2 separate regions of the Mus musculus genome follow, and region 1 is linked to region 2. A link is a contact called in public Hi-C data. All regions are on one chromosome and are shown on one strand. The core of a region is the stretch at or near the end of the contact, and the rest is flanking DNA. Distances in the headings are between cores, read along the strand shown. Region 1 has its middle 21 kb from the start of Ces1h. Region 2 holds the start of Ces1f (carboxylesterase 1F).

Region 1 (5,880 bases), core at 2,450-4,949, 120 kb before region 2:
ATGCTATTCTGAAAGTCCCCTATTCCCTCCTCCCTGCCCTGCTCCCCTACCCACCCACTCACACTTCTTGGCCCTGGTGTTCCCTTGTATTGGGGCATATAAAGTTCGAAAGACCAAGGGGCCTCTCTTCCCAATGATGGTTGACTAGGCTATCTTCTGCTACATATGCAGCTAGAGACACGAGCTCCGGGGGTACTGGTTAGTTCATATTGTTGTTCCACCTATAGGGTTGCAGATCCCTTCAGCTCCTTTGGTACTTTCTCTAGCTTCTCCATTGGGGGCCCTGTGTTCCATGACTGTGAGCATCCACTTCTGTATTTGCCAGGCACTGGCATAGCCTCACATGAGAAAGCTATATCAGGGTCCTGTCAGCAAAATCTTGCTGGCATATGCAATAGTGTCTGCATTTGGTGGTTGATTATGAGATGGATCCCCGGGTGGGGTAGTCTCTGGATGGTCCATCCCCTGCCACTCTTCATGGTGTCTTTGTGTTCTGCAATATCAAGCATCTTCTATAATCCAGTATAGAGGGGTCTTCATTAAAGTGTTCCATTTTTGTATCAAAGGCTCAGAACAAAAGAATAATCATTGGCATGAATATATATGAAGAGTTCCCAGCCTCACAGAGGATTTGTGTTCTGGTATCTGTCTGCCAGGCCAGGACTCTCAGACAGTCTCATGACACCATGGCCATCAAACATCAGGGCCAAGATAGATCTCATATATTCAAACAACATAAAACCATATTAAGCCAGACAGTGGTGGTGCATGCCTTTAATCCCAGCACTTGGGAGGCAGAGCCAAGCGGATTTCTGAGTTCAAGGCCAGCCTGGTCCACAAAGTGAGTTCCAGGACAGCCAGGGCTATACAGAGAAACCCTGTCTCGAAAAACAAACAAACAAACAAACAAACAAACAAACACCCCAAAAACAAACAAAAAAACCGTATTAAATAAAATCTTCATGGACACAAATGTAAGGTTTATATTTAACAGAATTGAATTCAAACATCCTTATGTAAAACATTTATGATTGGCAATTTTAACACTATCATTAAATCTGTACTAATTGTGTTCATAGGGTGGGGAATATAAATATTGATGAAAATAATTAATTTCAGCTTAACATATACAAAAAATGTATTAAAGAAAAATAGCTTTGAGCTGACTAGGTTTTGCAAGACACAGTTCCATAGTACTCACAAGACTGAAGCTTATGTACAAGGAAACCTGAGTCAAAAATCCATATTGAACTTTCCAGTTCCTTCATTCGACTTCAAAAAAAAAAAGATCATTTTTTAATTCTAGGTGATGATGTATCTTGAAATGCTGACACTTGATGACCCTTGAAATGCTGGACCCAGACCCAGGTCACGTGGTCAGAGCTCAATTATACTGTGAAACTCCTATAGTGCTCCACATTGGGTAACCAGCCTGACTTGCTGGGGAGACTGGTACTGGAACTGACATTCCTTTCAAATAAGCAATTGAAAATTAAATACTAAAAAGAACTGGGAAATAGCTACTGACAGTGAGCTAAAACATGCACAAGGAGAGCAAAATTACAAAAGAAAAAAAGGGGAAAAATTGAATTAAGATTCAAAATCAATCCCAGTCACAAATAAACTCTTTAAAGCAGAGAGCCTGTGAGCATGTGTTGTGTGGGTTTCGTTTCTAACGTGTGTGTGTGCGTGCACGCACATATAGAGTGCTTCAAATGGGGCTGTTCCTTTCTCTATGTTAGCACTGCATAGAGGAGGGTGGGGCATCACTCACTTTTTACAGCCCAAAACTATTTCAAAGCTCTTCCCCCACCACCCAGCCTGAAGTCCTTGGCCACACCCATGAAAGACTGCAGCAGGTGGGTGTTGCTACAGTAAGTGCTTATGCTGGGTTTCCCACACCATCTTCCTCCTAAACAGAGGCATGTGCTGCTGAGAGGTGATGGGTTGGCCTCTGGAAATGTAGTCTGCATATCAACAGGTTAATATTCCACAATTGCTCCCATTCAGCTGCGGAGGAATCTCCTCTGCTGGCATGCCGTATTGATTCCCCTCCACAGGGTTTCAATCTGATCCACAATCCTCCATTTGTTCTCATCCTGCAGACAGTGGACAATCAGCTGAAGGATGGATGTCAGGCTTTTTCTGTCCCATCGAATCTAGGTAGACAATACTCTTCTTCTGTAGATCAACCACCAGTCTCCACTAAGCATGCAGGTGATTGGGTACCAGAATAAGCTCCTTTGCAAAGAGATTAACTGCCTGGGTCCATCTTTTGGCTGACTGGAAGCCCTCACACTTTAATTTTGTATAAAAGAAGACATTAAATGTATGCAGTGCAGGGTGACTTTGACTTTAATTTCTTTCCATGAGAAGACTCATGTAAAAATTGATTACTTTATCAGTGAGTGCATACCATGTGTGTTCTTTTGTGATTGGGTTACTTTACTCGGGATGGTATCCTCCAGATCCATCCATTTGCCTAAGTATTTCATAAATTCATTGTTTTTAAGAGTTGAGAAGTACTCCATTGTGTAATGTACCACATTTTCTGTGTCCATGGAAGGAGTTACAAAGTATGGAGCAGAGACTGAAGGAGTGATTATTCAGAGACTGCCCCACTTGGGGATCCTTCCCATTATACAATCACCAAACCCAGACACTTTTGTGGATGCCAACAAGTGCTTGCTGACAGAAGCCTGTTATAGCTGTCTCCTGAGAGGCTCTACCAGTGCCTGACAAATACAAAAGTGGATGCTCACAGTCATCCATTGGACTGAGCACAGGGTCCCCAATGCAGGAGCTAGAGAAAGGACCCAAGGAGCTGAAGGGGTTTGCACCCCCTTAGGAGAAACAACAATATAAACTAACCAGTACTCCCAGAGCTCTCAGGGACTAAACCATCAACCAAAGAAAACACATGGTGGGACTCATGGCTCCAGGTGCATATGTAGCAGAGGATGGCCTTGTTGGTCATCAGTGGGAGGAGAGGCCCTTGGTCCTGTGAAGGCTCTATGCCCCAGTGTAGGGGAATGCCATGGCCAGGAAATAGGAGTGGGTGGGTTGGTGAACAGGGGGAGAGGGGAAAGGGTAGGGGATTTTCAGAGGAAAACCAGGAAAGGGGATATTTGAAATGTAAGTAAAAAATATCTAATAAAAAAATAAAAAAGACCCCCCTATTTCCCCCCCCCCCCAAAAATTGATGACTTTGCCACTGAACCACTGGTTGTCCTTTTAGTGTCTGCCTGTCTCCTTGAGTGATTTGTAGTTTGAAGGCAGAAGTTAAGAACTCATCTTGTGACCCTGGGCCTAGCTCAATTCTGATTTCCTTTACCATGCCTGTGACACCAGGGCTGTGGTCTAGTCCTCTGCCCTCCTCTTGATCTGCAAGAGCCTTTTCCTTGACCTCGGGTATTCAGATGTTGTTGATGCTACCATTGTTGACAGTGTGTACTCAGATTTGGACCTGAGCTCCTCCAGAAAGTCAGGCTGGGGGTGGTGTCCCTCCCCCCTTTAGTTAGTTAGTTTGTTTGGTTTTTGAGGTTCATTCCCCATCTCATGGGTTTCATAATGTTTCTCCTCTGAGCACCTCTTTTCACTTTTGGCCGGCAAGTGTTTTGCTCTTATGACAACACAGGCAGTTTGTTTTGGCTGGGGCTGAGTTGCTTCATTCAATTCATCTGCCGTTCCATGCAGCCTCCTTTCATGTTCTTTGTGGTGTCCTCAGGGCTAGTGAGAGTGCTGTGAGGGCCAGAGTGCACAGGATCACCAGGCTGAAAGTGTTCTCACAACCTTCAGTACTTTTGGTTGTGGTGTTTCTGAGCACCTTCCTCTATGTGACAGTAGGGTGCTTGTGAACCTCTCCACCATGCACAACACTTCACCTCAGTTACAGCCTCGTCCTGAGGGCCTTTGGCACTCTTACTGTTCTACCTGTAATCAACCTTCATCCTGGGATTTCCATATCTGACTCTTGTCAGGCTTTTCAGGCGTAGGCTCTATTTCACCCTGCAACCTGTTATTTCCTCTTTGACCTTTAGCTGGATACTCACAGCCCATGGTGTGTCATGCTGCTGGTGAAATGACCAGGTAGATGGTCTATTTGGATTACATTCAATTAGGTACCTGCTATCTGCTGTGGTATAGTCTTTAGATGTCTGAATCAAAGAACATGACAGCAGGACTCTCGTTGGATGCTCCTGGGTTGTTGTCCTCTCGATGGGTGAAGGATCACCTAATCCACATGGAGGTGTTTTATACACACTGGATATGTTGATCCAACCTCAGGCACTGGTGGAGAAGAGCTCAGATTTCCTTTTTCCCAATGGAGGTCACCTTTGACATTGCGGTCAGGCAGAATATGAAGGTAGATGGACATGACAGCTTCAAGGAGTACTTTGCTCTTAGTAAATGGCTCAATCTAATCATGTGTGCAAGGAGACAGTTCACCAGTCTACCTATATAAAAACTCCATGGAGTTCAGCCACTGTCATTTATGTTGGGGCTAAAGTGAGATTCCAGGACACAGTGAACTTCTGTAGACCCTGAAATTGTGGAAATATCACTGGTCTTCATAGCCAGTTGCCCCAAGACAGCAGACTTTGGCAGTGCATGCAGGGCACTGGAAGCAAGACTGTTGCATGCCTTGGCTGTTGCCCTGACTATGAAGTTCTAGGTTCCATTGCTGGTTGTGATGCAGTTTGAGAGAAGAATCATGATAACATCTTATGCTTAGTGGAGACCCTGACCACCATCATCTAGTTTAAGGGGCTTAAAGGTCCTTTCCATCTCCTAAGTTCCTGTTGGTTTGTGGTTCTAGAGGTTGAAGCAAACCCAAAGTCAACAAGGAGGGAAGAAATATTCGGAGAAACAGTAGACTCATTACATTTCTTTCTTTTCCCTGAAACAAAGTCTAGGAGAGAGATTTGAATCCTTGGCAGGATTTGTACACATGTACCTTCCCCTCTGACGAACAGAGGATTATACTTAATGATGCATTTTTTTTCTTTCTTTTTTTTAAAAGAGAGTCTTGTGATCTTAAAAAATTGCTGATTGTTGCAAAATATTTCATTGCCTCAACTATTCCTACACAGACATGGATCACAAGATTAAACAGGCTAACTCCTAAGTACTGCTATTGTATGAAATGAAAATTTAAAAAGAAAGAAAGAAAGAAAGAAAGAAAGAAAGAAAGAAAGAAGGAAAGAAAAGCTTTAAATAGAACCCTCCCCTTAAACATTTTAAAATCTTATTCGTTTAAATCACTACTTCACCTGTGAATTTCTCACAGTCCAGCAGGTGGCAGAAAACATCAGGGAAAATATTGTTTACAAACTTCCTGGATTGTTGGTGATAATATTGCTGAACTTAGAATGGAAATTTTTGTAAATATCTTAGAACACACACACACACACACACACACACACACACACACACACACACACACCCTTTCCTCTGTAGCATTTGAAAAGGGAAACTGTATAATTTATAACCTGAAAATTGATTGACAGAATAGAAGCTGGGGCTACAGTTTTGTTTCTTTTTTTTTTTAATTTAATTTTTGTACTTTTTGGTAAAGTTCTTGAAGAGCCTCAGATAAAGACAGAGAAGAGTTTGCCTGAGGTTGTCAGTGCCCGCTATTCTCCTGATATCTTTTGACTGTGGATCCTTTGCCTAGTTCTGTAACTTAATTCTCTAATCTTGGTTAGTAGTCCAAGCTGAAGCTTCTGCTTTCTCCTTTGCTCCCGGAGAGAGGTGGAGAGAGCTGCATCGTGTGTGGGCCCTGTGCCTGTGACACCGCCCTTCCTGGTGATGTTGATGTAAATAATGCAGCTTCACGATGAACTTCTTTCCCCAAAGCTGGGACAGAGCCATTCCAAC
Region 2 (6,414 bases), core at 2,367-4,866:
CATTCCCTCCTTAACTTTGGTCATTGAACTGACAGTGTCACTATGCAAAAGATCAAGGCATTTTGTCTTGTGAAAAGTCTGCCAGTTGGGACATTGCCCTAATAAATCAGGCAGGGCAGCTGATTACTAATCACAACTTTATAGAAGTTATTTGCATGGGACTTCGCTTCTGATTTTGAGATTGAGTGACTTTGTGCTATTTGGCATACCTTCTCACATCCTGGCCAAGAAGAAAAATATCAGCCTGTGCGCGTACGTTATTCTATTTGGGTTGTCTTAGTAAGATGACACAGGCTTGGTGGAAAACAGGGCTGAATACAGGCTATTAACTTCATATCTTTTGTTTATGGAGGTTGATCACTGAAGCTCAGGTTACCACTATGGCTAGTTTTCCTTCAAGCCCTTTATTCTTTTCAGTGGCCACCTCCCCCCATTCCTCTATACACATGCCGAGTCCTCTGTGCATACCCTAAATTCATGCCATGGTGACATCAGTCAAACTGGATTAGCATCTGCCATCATGGCCTTATTTTACTGTCAAATCTTTTAAAGGGCCTATGTCTAAAAACAATCACATTCGGAAGTTTGAGGGTGGGTCCTGCACAACTCAACTTTCAGCAGACACATAGTGATTTGATCTCAGATCGCAGAATGCATGCATCCTTTGTCCTATGGTGGATTGTCTTACAGAGGAACTTGAGATAAGCCCTGTAGTAGAAGTTTGTTTTGAGAGTTGCAGGGAATGGTGGTGAATAGTGAGATGGGAGGGAAGGCCTTACTACTCAGCAGCTAGTTAATGCCAGAAGGAAAAGTGGGGCAAAGGCTGTGTTTCACAAGTACTCCAGCAAAGAGGAGACGTGATACTTACTGCCAGCTCCACTCAGATCCCATTCTGAGGTCTACGAAAGAAGCTGTAGGAGTGAGCCTCTGTCCTGCCACTTAGGTGAGAGGCTGGAGACCAAATTAATACAGTCTCCTATGCTACTGTGTATTTGCATTATATCTGTACCTCTCAAGAGTGGCTGCCCCCAAACATATATGTGTATGATGTGTGTGTGTGTGTGTGTTTGTATGTTTATGTATTCATACATGTATATATATATAATTCTTGGTCCCAGGAAGCCCACACCTCATTTGGAACTCCAGAGCAGCTGCCATCCAGGTACAGGCTGAGGACTCAGGTACAGTCACTGTGTGTCTGCCTTATCTCTTCAGTCTCACAGTTGTGGTTTCCAACTGGTTGTAGGAAAAATCCTATATGGAGAAAACTCACATTCATTATGTTGGTTTGGGGACAACACCCTCACACACACACACACACACACACACACAATGTCACTTTACTTCATTGGCTATAAATAAATCCATATTTTCAGTTAAATTACAGAAGGGCTGGGCCTTGTGACTCCTGGCTAAGCAGTATTTTTCCAGAAAGAAATCCACACTGACAGAATCAACCCAGTTTCTTCTGTCACGCAGCTGCTGTCTCTCCCTGGAATCCTATGGGTCGTGCTTTCATTCTTCTGACCCCCTGACCCCTCCATAGGGTACTCTGTGCTCATCCTCCCTGGAGGCTTGGAAACACAGTGGGAGCCAATAAGAAGTTTTGTGTGGGTATTTTGATGAGGAGAGGTGGAGGGAATTCCAGTAGAAGGGTATTTTCCCATATCTCCCTCAGAGAAGTCCCATGTGTACAATTGACACTCTTCACAGAAGTTACGACTATAGCTCCATAGCCCTACAGGTTTTTTTTTCAACCTCAGCTTTTTTCTTATGTGATGAGATCTAGGGCCAGCCCCTCAGCCAAACTGAGCCTTGGGGCCCCATAGTGAGAATCACTGAGATACTCTGAGCAAGATTGTCCTGCGCACAGGACACTGAGGTCAGGGCTTGCAGGCTCTCAAGTAACATTTGTCAACGAAATAGAAGGATGGATAAAAACCTTAAATAAATAGGAATCATACAACCCAGCAGGTTCTAGCAGGTTAAAAAAAGATGCATAGTGAGCTACACATCGCTGCCGACTTAGCACGTTTCCATCACGCCTCAGACAAATGCAAAACCCAAATGCAGGCTCCCCAGCCTTGGCAGCTCTCCATTGCCCCTTCATCTCCTTTCCCTCAGCAACCAGCCCTCATTGTTCATCTTTATGTTCTGGAACCTTCACGCAACTGGAAGCCTAAAGCCTATTAGCTTCATGACTGGCTTCTTTTATTTTTCATAATTTCAAGTTATGGCAGCACCTGCTCTTACAAACAATATTCAGTGAGGGACACAGGTGACCAATTTATTTATTGTTCAGTTCATGAACATTTATTTGGGCTGTTTCTGCCCCTTAAAATATTAGAAATAAATGCTCTTTGTACAGATAGTTTTTTACTGCTCATGGTTTTAATTATTGTAGGTATGTTAGTAGGACTGGAACTCTCTGCCTAGCTATCAGAGAAACTAAGTCTTTAAACTAAGTGATAATCTATAACTTGTGTTTTCCTCTCCTGAGCTGATCCTCTCTATTTCCTGATCACACAGTGATGCCCACAGCTACTTTGAGTGGAGCTATGGCATTTGCTTAGCCAGCTGTACCAGACTGTATTCAACCAAAGCACTGTCCTAAGGCATTTGATGGTCCTAGGAAGGGGATCTCAGCAGCTTCCTTCAATAGCACCTTGTGAAAGACCCTCTCCCAAGTGCATGCTTATACCGTAGCCCCATGGTTTGCAGCTTGGACACATATGCCAGACTCTTCCTGACCTCACATCTGTTCTGGTTAATATTCAAAGTATTCCTGGATCAATGGGCAGGTAGGTGGTAAAAGCCAAGGATTTTGAAATGGAGTTGAATTATTATAAGAAAGATCTATACCTAAAGTTCTGCCCTGAACTGAGTGAGTTCCCAAACTTGGTTGCATGTGGCCCAAGATAGGGCCACTTGGCAAGATGACTATACAAATAATCTAAACTTCTCCAAGGAGGGTAGTTGAAGCTTAACGTTGTTACCAAACACAAGAGTCCAAAATGCTAGAAAAGGGAGGCAGAGACATGTGCCCTGATCTCCCTGGTGAACAGCTGTGGAGCTGTGAATTTCTCTAAAAAATTTCAGCCTGTTATAAGAATCCCCCCACCTCACTAAAGCTTTTCACTGCCTGGAGGTATTTGCTTGACTTTGAGATCTCCTGGCACTCTGAAGCGAGAGTGTTACAAGGAAAAATATTTATGAAAGAAGTGGGAGGGAGTGGGTAGGGGAGCAGGGTGGGGGGAGAGTATAGGGGACTTTTGGAATAGCATTTGAAATGTAAATGAAGAAAATATCTAATAAAAAGTTTTTTTTTTTAAAAGAAGCTGTTGATCTGTCATCTGAGAGTTTCATACTAATTGTTTATATATAAGACAGCTAATGCTGGGTGCATGAGTGTTCAGATAAAGCAGGGTAAACTTGGAAGAGCTGTGGCTAAGGAAGAGAAAGAGGTGTTTGTGTGTGTGTGTGTGTGTGTGTGTGTGTGTGTGTGTGTGTGTGTGTAGTTCTGTATTGTGTAATTGGGCTCTGTGGGCAGGACTCCTGGGAGGTTCCCAGGATGTGGGCAGGACCTTACACACCCCTTCCTTGTGGATCAGAGTTAGAAGGTCCATTGACTTGGGAGCCTGTCCATGCAAGATGTTCCTTAGCACTCTGTTCCTGGTGTCTCTAGCAACCTGTGTGATTTGCGGTGAGTACTTTTGAAATACAAATTTGTGGGGGACACAAAGAGTAGCAGGGTTGTGCATAGAGCACAGACAAGACAGATTTAGTTCTGCAGGAGAACTCACTCTCCAGACTTGGATTTGCCTCTAAGTGGCCTACACCATGGTGCAGGACACTCTGAGATCAAGAGACACTAAAATCCCTGAGTCCCTGCAGCACACTTAGGTACAGAGGACGAAGAGCCAACTCCAGCACAAGAGGAATCAAGACAGGTTGGTTCCCTTACTTCACTGGACTATAGAGGATTAGTTGGTTTCATTTCTAAAGCTTTTTAGGTACACTTGCAATAGGATGCCCCTTCATGCCTTTACATGTAGTGGGTCCTCCATTATTAATACATAATACATAAATATAGGATGTACTAATAGAAAATACACAGTATGGTCAAGCTAGCACATCAGGACCAAATAGTCATTGAAAAACCACTTTGTTGTTCATTTTCCCCAAGAAGAAAGTCATAGTACTAAGGTAGGGGGGACAGGACGTGCCAGGTCAGTGAGGAGGCTCAGGCTGGGGAGCCTGTAGCAAATGCCTCTTTTGTTAGCATTTCAAGGAACTTTAGGGAACAGTGCACATCTCAAGTGTCTGGTACCAGGTTCAGGGTAATGAGGGCAGATGGACAGGCAGACAGTAGTCCATGCTATCATAAAGGAGATGTTTAGTTAGGGTCATGCCTCTGAAATTGATAGACTCTGAGAGAGACAGTTCCCAAGAGTCATGATAGCCTCCTAAACATCAGATACATGAGTTAAATTCATGGTAAATATGTGGTTATAGCATTGATTTCAATGTATATCTGTGCCATTAATAGGTGGCCTGTAAAAACTGGTATGTTCTTCCAAGTTTATCTGGCAAATCATGTCCAGGGCTGTCTCTAGCACTTAAATACAGAGCCAGTACTCAGCAATCAATCCCTTAAATGCCTCACCCTGTGTGGACAGGTGACGTTGAGAGAGGCCTGGAACTGAAGGACCCAGATTTGAAGCAGAACATGCCTTTGCTGCTGGTTACCCTGGCAACGGCATACTCTCCATTTTTAGGAACTCCACACAGGATTGATTCTTCCAAGTTAAATAGACACACCAATAGTTACCTAGAAAGACGATATTGTTATGAATTCAAGAAACTGGGATGTACCTCTGGTATACAGTAGGCATTACATGTGTGTGCAATGTTGTAAGTCATAGCTTCTGTTGGCAATGTTCTCACCCTACCCCCACCCCTTGCATGCAAGCACATTTTGCTCTAGGTAATCCTGTTGAAAGTTCATAGTTAATTCAGCCATGCCTAGTCACCTATAATCAGACTTTGCCCTCTTTCATCTCGGAAGTATTTTTTTATCCCTCCTCCTCCTGGTCATCCTCCTCCCCCTCCTCCCCCTCCTCCTGCTCCTCTTCCTCCTCTTCCTCCTCTTCCTCCTCCTCCCTCTCCTCCTCCTCTTAAGGCTTCCATGGTTCATGCCTTCTCCTGCCAGAACTCTTGGTGGGTGTTCTCACTCAGCTATAGCTGTGCCTCTCTGTGATCTTGGCTCTCTCTCTTATGTTACACTCTTATAGTGGATGGAGTCTCTCTCTCTCTCTCTCTCTCTCTCTCTCTCTCTCTCTCTCTCTCTCTCTCTCTCTCTCTCTCGCACGCGCGCTCTCCATACCCTCAGCTCAATTGGACAGAGCCATCTGCCCCTTTCTGATCTTTCAACTGGAGATGATCATGTGCAATGCTGTTTTTGTTTGTCTTACTATGCAGCTCAGGTTATACTTTTTTTTTTTTTCATTTGATATATAGCCCAAGCTTTTCTAGAAACTAAGGTGGTTTCTCCCTGCCTCAGTCTTCCAAGCAGTGGGGTCATAAGTATACCCCAAGAGTCCTAGTTCATTTATCAGGCTATCTCAGGTCCTTTCCCTTGCGCTCATCCCACACAGAGCTGCTATTGCAGATTCACCTGGAGCCTTCTTTCCCTCCTTAGCACCACCATATCAGGGCATGGAGCAAGTCCCTATTCCTCATAAGTAACTCCATATCTTTTTAAGCAGTTTCCTCCTGATTGTAAATGGGACCCAAGCACAGGCAACATCTCTTGAATTCACAAAGGAAAAAATATTATCAACACTCCATGTTTCAATCTATGGATCACCTCATATCCAGGTTTCCCAGTGGTGTGTTTAAAAATAAGAAGCTAAGCATATAATAATAATTAACAGCCACGACATAAAGACACAATCTGGGGACTGACTTCTAGTAACACCAGACATGGCCTCAAGCTTGAAATCAGGAATTTCCCAAAGAGTTCCCAGCTTCTCTACAAAGCTCATCTCAGACTTAGGGAGAGGTCTCAATCTGATCATTTAATGATCTTAAAGTAAAATACACATCGTTAATCAAATGCCATTATGTCAAAACATCCTAAGTTGAGGAGCAATTGTACCTGTGATTCCCGAAAAGTTCCCTTTTTTTATTTACAATATCCAGCATCAGAAATAAAAACAACCAAATGTTCATATTGTAGAACTGGTTACTGAGCTCATGTCTCACAGATAACTCTTTTGTAAGCTTGATCCCCATAAAGATTCTCTAGTGCCAAGGCTATTTTTGAAAGAAAAGTCTGGATTTTCTGACCAACCTTATTATTGTTGCTATATAAAAATGTATACAATACTAATCATATTTGTTACTCTTCCA

The links. Hi-C and Micro-C count contacts between places; a contact is called where the count stands out from the background.
Region 1: a contact with region 2 is called in a Hi-C map of liver, with 4 times the contacts expected there. The contact joins the enhancer-like site here to the promoter of Ces1f in region 2. A contact is called at or near these places in 4 of 39 promoter capture datasets (the 3T3-L1 cell line, 3T3-L1-derived adipocytes and liver), 10 of 484 Hi-C or Micro-C datasets (3T3-L1-derived adipocytes, cerebral cortex, forebrain and 2 more), 5 of 115 datasets of contacts at active chromatin or transcription factors (the 230-238 cell line, hepatocytes, intestinal crypt epithelium and 2 more) and 4 of 9 other capture datasets (adipose tissue, embryonic stem cells, liver and 1 more).

The regions. Positions count from the first base shown.
Region 1 is chr8:93,397,675-93,403,554 of GRCm38.p6, reverse strand. No RefSeq gene overlaps it. Among named protein-coding and RNA genes, the nearest start is that of Ces1h, 21 kb to the right of the region's middle. Within about 2 kb of position 3,699, at least 6 of the 459 cell types and tissues checked have an H3K27ac peak or open chromatin away from gene starts, as enhancers often do. A contact at or near this core is called in hepatocytes and liver, where this site is marked.
Region 2 is chr8:93,276,938-93,283,351 of GRCm38.p6, reverse strand. Ces1f (carboxylesterase 1F) reads left to right here and starts at 3,616. Exons shown (of 14, transcript NM_144930.2): 1 at 3,616-3,703. The coding sequence starts at 3,652.